Linked DNA regions of Rattus norvegicus: region 1 is linked to region 2. The links are chromatin contacts, called in public Hi-C maps. All regions are on one chromosome and are shown on one strand. Each heading gives the region's core, a stretch centred on a gene start, on an enhancer-like site or on the middle of the called end of the contact. The rest is flanking DNA. Distances are from core to core; before and after follow the strand shown. Region 1 overlaps Trpm3 (transient receptor potential cation channel, subfamily M, member 3). Region 2 overlaps Trpm3 (transient receptor potential cation channel, subfamily M, member 3).

Region 1 (2,987 bases), core at 29-2,528, 180 kb before region 2:
TCTTCATTTCTTGCATGCCCATCTTGGTGACTGACTCTGTGTCTCCTCAGAACAATGTGAAAATTTCCCTGTCTCAGAGACTCCAATGGTGTTAAGTCAGTACACCAACACTTGTTTATTGTGCATTGACAGGATTTCAAACACTGCTTGTATGTCACCATCATGACTTCAGCCAGACTCACAAATACCCAACATTAGTACTGCCACTGACTCTATTTTATATTTCATAGCTGATGACCTTGAATCCATGTGGAAGGTCATGTAATTGGGAAAGAATGAGGTTCACAGAAGTCTGTATTCTTATGCCCTGACTAGACAACATGGCAATGTCTGTATCTCTTATGATTAACCTATAAGACTACAAGCTAAGTGATTCCAGACTGGGTTTGAGATCTTCTAAAGTGAAGTAAAGATCATGGCATATCTTTACTGGTATGACTGGAGACACTGGGAAGAACTCTACCTGGGCTCTGGATGAGAAATACTGCAAAGACACGCCCACACTGTGACAGATGTGAAGCATAAATTCCTGGTCAGCCCTGTCTGAACACAATCAGGCCTTCTCACTTGTGGGTATGTATGTACTATATGAAAAGCACGGATCATATGAAGTAGTGTTCCTATTATGAGACATAGTAAAAAGCAAGCCTTCCTGGCCTTGTGGATAAGTAGAAGCCCATTGGTGATGGATGTGTGAGGCCAGTGCCCAGACTTTGTAGAGTGCGTATTTGCCCCAAGATAATCCTGAGTTTTGTTTGCTTGAGTTAATATGTTTGAGAGCATTTGTAAATGGAGCTCCAAGATTATATCATAGCATGATATTATTGTCTTAAACAAAGGCAAATAACAGAGGGCAAATAAATGAGAAAATCACAAAGGCCAGTTACTGGAATCGAATCCAACCAGACCCTCCCCTGCCTTGAACTGGTCCTATGTGCCTGGCTTCAGTCCCATGGGCAGAGGCCTTCCCTTGTTTGTTTACACAATGCTGAGCCTGAAGACACTGTCGTTTTTTCTCTTCCCTTTTGCAGTTTTTTATTTCAACTTGGCCTCCTCCACAGCCTTTTTTCTTGGGCTACAGGAGAAGAATGAAAAGCAAGCAGGGGTTGGGGGTTCTTTTTTCACATGACTGAATGGAAATACAAAAGGAAACAAAATGTAGCCCCAGTTGGCTTCCCCCTTAAAGCAGCTTGGCAAATTAAAAAGGATGCTGGTGGGAGAATGAAACCTTCACACAAAGCTGCATTTTCTGACCTGACAAAGGAAGAGTGTGGCATTCGTTCAGCGGTGAAAGGGACTATTAGTCTAGGGCCACATTTTCCTGACCCACAGTGAACCTTGTTTTGAAAAGTTTCCTATTCTTTCAATCTCAGATGGATTTGATTCAAAGAAAGAACAATTTAGTCTATCAGCTTCATTGTTTCTCTGGAAGCCAGAGTGATTAGTCCTCTTCCTTCCCAGTGCCAATGTGAACACACAGCGCCGAGTTCTCCTGCTCCTATGAATGCTTTCATTTTCCATGTCACAAGTAAAAAATTAAGTGGACATCTCTGGTAGCTTGTGAGGAAGTCTCAAGAACACTTGGTAGTATACTGGCTATCATCAGTAACCAGTGTAACTATTATAAGTAGTGAATATTGTCAATGGTTTTGATACCTTCTTTACACTGAATCCAAATGAGTACAATGCCCATCATCATCAGTTCCAAGCTACAGTCCTCTCTCCCAGATAATTACAGCAGCCCCAATAAGCTGCATCCGTCTTCCTCCCTTGCTTCTTCATCAAGCCCATTCTCTGCATAACAGTAGAGGCCTGAAGTCAGCAGTCAACTCTGTTCTGCTTCTCATTGGCTGTACTTGCCCTTGGGCAGGTTCACCTCTACTTGGAAACCTGCATTTCCTTATCTGGAAAGTGGGAGTCTTTCCCATTATATTTTTCTATTAAAAGTCAAAAGAGATAACTACATGTTAAGTTCTTGGCACAGAACTGAGCATCATTAATGAATTATAGGGTAAAGGAGGGGGGGATAATTTTTGACCCAATATAAGGTCTATAGTGAGATCCATAAGAAAACTATATAGATCCCATGTGTAGGAACAGCATCCACTGTGGTGTAAATTAGTAGTAGAATAGTTGCCTAGCATAAGTGATGGCCTGGTTTTGATTCTTAGTACAGAATGAATGAAACCAAACTGAATTGAACTGAACTACACCAAACCAAACCAAGTCAAGCATAAACCCCCAACTTCAACTCTCACTTGGCTTAAAGACTTTCAGACATTACAGAGAGAAAAGGGATGCTTAAAGGAAAACAAGGAAATGACATGGTTTATTCTGCTCCTTCCTCAGTTGAAGCCCTGCTGAATGATGAATAACTGTATTGATCCCCACGTATACTGAAAGGTTTTTAAATACACAGGTATACACGAGGCAAAATGATAGGCTTCAAAACGACAGTTTCCGTCAAGCATATCATGTTCTTTGAGCACATTGAGCACCACACACACCTTCTCCTTTCTCTCCTCCTTTCTCCTTCTCCTAGTAGCCCAGGTATCTTGTTGGCTAACACAGTTTCTTTTTCTATTGAGAAACTTAAAAATGTGTGGAGAGAAATAAAGCTTCAAATACTGTAAGGCATTATTTATCGACAGGTTTATAGGAGAGAACTACAGCATTAGGCATTTTTACCACTGCTTCGAGTATCCTGGAGTGTGTTGACAAACCTGGATCACATGACATCTGAACCTTTTATGTTATATTTTTAGAAGGGATTGAACCTAGGGCCTAACACATTCCGAGACACATTCTACCATGCAGCTGTATCCTTAGCCATTTTTTTGATCCCCTTTCTCCCACTTTCACAACAGGACCCCTTTGTGTAGCCACAGTCTGTCCTGAAACTCACTCTGTAGATCAGGTTGGCCTCAAACTCACAGAGATCCACCAGCATCTGCTGGGATTAAAGGCATGCATGCACCTCTACTGCC
Region 2 (2,858 bases), core at 206-2,705:
AGGGGATGAAAGTGGAGGCTGAATCATGCTCTCCAGTAGGACCTGGATTCTGATGGGGGGGGGTCCTCTCTTATTTCACAATCCTGACTTCCGTGGTCTCAAATCAACAGTGAGTACGGCTGACACTAGAGCAAAATGAGATAAGGACTTTTCCTCAACAACTTAATCCTTTCCTTCTGCTGAACTTTCCTTCCTATGACAGTATTTTGTGGAAGAGCGTGAGGCACCAATCATCTTATGCAAAGACTCTTAATGCAAGAAGCGGGAATTTTTTTAAGTTTCCACCAACCACAGAAAAGACATGAAGAGTGACAGAAGAAAGTGTAACATAGGTTGGTGGTGGCCATGGACCTCATTTTCTGTTGATAAGCTTATGAGAGGAGGAAGCTGAAGGATCCAGAATCAACCTGGGCTAGAGGAGGAAGAGGAAGAGGAAGAGGAAGAGGAAGAGGAAGAGGAAGAGGAAGAGGAGGGGGCAGGAGAGGAGGGGGAGTGCTGTGGAGGAGGAGGAGGAGGAGGAGGAGGTATAAGATCAGAAATGGAGAGGGTCAGGTTAAACTGGTGTCACCCGTCTGCTAGATTCTAGGGAGGTAAGCACTAGGAGGTCTCTGGAAACTTTTAAAAGGCTCTTTCAAGCCCAAACAGTAATTCTTCTAAGATGTGACTGTAGAAATAACCAAAGTAAAAATGGATGGTATCTTAAAGGAGAAGTTGAAGACCAGCCAGGTGGCTCACTGGGTGAAGGTATTTGCTGAAAACCCAGAGTTTGGTTGGTAGAACCCAGACAGTGTAAAATCCAACTCCTCCAATTGCCCTCTGACATGTACACATGTGCCTAGGCACACACATACACACACATACACAAAAAAGAACTTGAGCTGCAAAGAAGGTAGAACAGGCAACTTTAAGGGTAGATAAAAAGTTAAAACAGCAGGATTAAGCCAAATGTCTGAAGTGTAATTTACTCACTTCTACATGTGTACATGTTGGTGTGTGCATGTGCACATGTGTGTATGCATGCATATGTGCTCCCGGAGATGGAGGCCATACTCTCTGGAAAGGCCAGCCACCTCTCTTGAAACATGGTCTCTCACTGGTTTTGAACTCACCAATTAGGCTAGACTGGCTGGCCAATGTCCCTACCTCTGCCTTCCCAGCACTGAGATTACACCTGTCACCAGTTCACTAGGTATCCCCTGTGGGTTCTGGGGATGGAACACAGGCTCACATTTGCATGGCGAGCCCTTTACAAACTGAACCATCTCCAAGCCCTGTCCTGGACATTCAAGATTTGATTTTTTTAATGTTACAACTCACTGAGAGCAGTGTGACTTTATTTAAACAACACAGTTGATCTTTGACTTTCATAGATTTTTGTCTGTTTGAATTTGCCTGCTTGATATGATTTAGTCATGGCCTCAGTTCTGCACTCTTGTTGTTTTCTTGGGCTTTGCTGGCATGTGCAGCATAACGGAAAGTTCCCATCATCCCTCAAGAGCTCCTGGTGCAGTAGGAGGGAGGTAATGCTCTGCCCGCCTCTTTCATTTGCATACTAGAAACTCGCATGCTCTGTTTAGCACCAAGTTTTTCACATTACTGTGCTTTTCGCTGGTTATTTGCTGTGAAATCCTTCCCCAAGCGTAGTGCTACACAGGATCCCTCGGTGCAAGAATTCTGTGCCATGAATTAGGAAGGACATTTTAGATAAGCTTAGTTCAGGCGCCAATTCTAGTGCAGCCAGCCCTGCGTGCTGTGTTAATGACCCAGTGATGTGTACTGAACAAGGCATCTTTGGCAGGCATGGCGGGGCACATCTGCAATCCCAGTACTCACAGGGCTGCTGAGAAAAATCATGTACTCGAGGTCGGTAAGGGTGAGGGAGTGAGGTCCTGTCTTAAAATTCCTTCAGAAGTGAGTAGCAAATGAACCAATATATAAAAGCAAGTTCTCCTTAAAGAGACATGGCTGTGACTCAGTGCTGTGTATCAGCTGTGTGTGTGTGACAAGCAGTTGTGAAAGGTGGTTGGCAGAGACGTGTGCAGACCCAATTATGCATTAGACTATAGGATATAAATAGAGCAGAGTATGCCTCACGACACAGGGGTTCAAAGCAATCTGGCACCAAGAACTAGAAAATTGTATGTAAATGTTTGATGAATGTTGAGCTGTAAAGTCAGCACGAACTTGTGGGTCTAAAATAGCACAGAAGAGAAAGCCATCAAGTTAGCAAAGTGTGTGTTAGAGCAACTAAGGAGGACCACAGCAAAGGAAGCCTGAAGTAGACTGATGGATCAGAAGACCAAATCCTGTGACAATTTCATTTCGCTAACTGGGTCTACTGAAAGTATCTGGGATGCAAAGAGCTGAAGCTTGTAAGCTTGATGAACAGCAAATGAATTGTTTACACTGGACCAGTGCACACAGGAAAAGCTGTGGATCCATTAACACAGTCTGCATAATAACAGCACACAGACAGAAGCAATGGAATACAGAAACAAGGATCAAACCCACAACTGGTAAGTGACACAGGTGGCACTTCCCAGCAGCAGGAACAGGCTAAACGGGGCTGTGTGATTTGACTCTATTATGTGGCCCAACATATAAACTGACATCATCTCCCATCCCCCAGCAATATGGATCCCCCAGGTGTGTATGGATATGAATAGGGAATGGGAAACAGGCTCTGCAGATAACCACATATTTGAGTTAGGCAAAGACTTCTTAGGTACAAGATAGGAGAACAAGCTAAATAAGAGAAACGGCACTATGTTTAAGATATGCCCATCTCTTCTAGGAAAACCCAGTTATGGGAATTAAAATGAAAACTATCAGCCAGGTACCCGGGTTCCTGACAAAAA

Evidence for each region. Hi-C and Micro-C count contacts between places; a contact is called where the count stands out from the background.
Region 1: a Hi-C map of frontal cortex shows a contact between it and region 2, with 3 times the contacts expected there. The contact joins two enhancer-like sites. A contact is called at or near these places in 6 of 12 Hi-C or Micro-C datasets (the A7r5 cell line, the Rat2 cell line, Schwann cells and 3 more).

The regions. Positions count from the first base shown.
Region 1 is chr1:229,827,677-229,830,663 of GRCr8, reverse strand. The region is part of intron 8 of Trpm3 (transient receptor potential cation channel, subfamily M, member 3); the gene reads right to left. Among named protein-coding and RNA genes, the nearest start is that of Mir204, 86 kb to the right of the region's middle. Within about 2 kb of position 1,278, at least 15 of the 93 cell types and tissues checked have an H3K27ac peak or open chromatin away from gene starts, as enhancers often do.
Region 2 is chr1:229,647,963-229,650,820 of GRCr8, reverse strand. All of the region lies in intron 1 of Trpm3 (transient receptor potential cation channel, subfamily M, member 3), which reads right to left. LOC108349823 (a long non-coding RNA gene) reads left to right here. Exons shown (of 3, transcript XR_005494852.2): 3 at 1-499. Among named protein-coding and RNA genes, the nearest start is that of Mir204, 94 kb to the left of the region's middle. Within about 2 kb of position 1,455, at least 8 of the 93 cell types and tissues checked have an H3K27ac peak or open chromatin away from gene starts, as enhancers often do.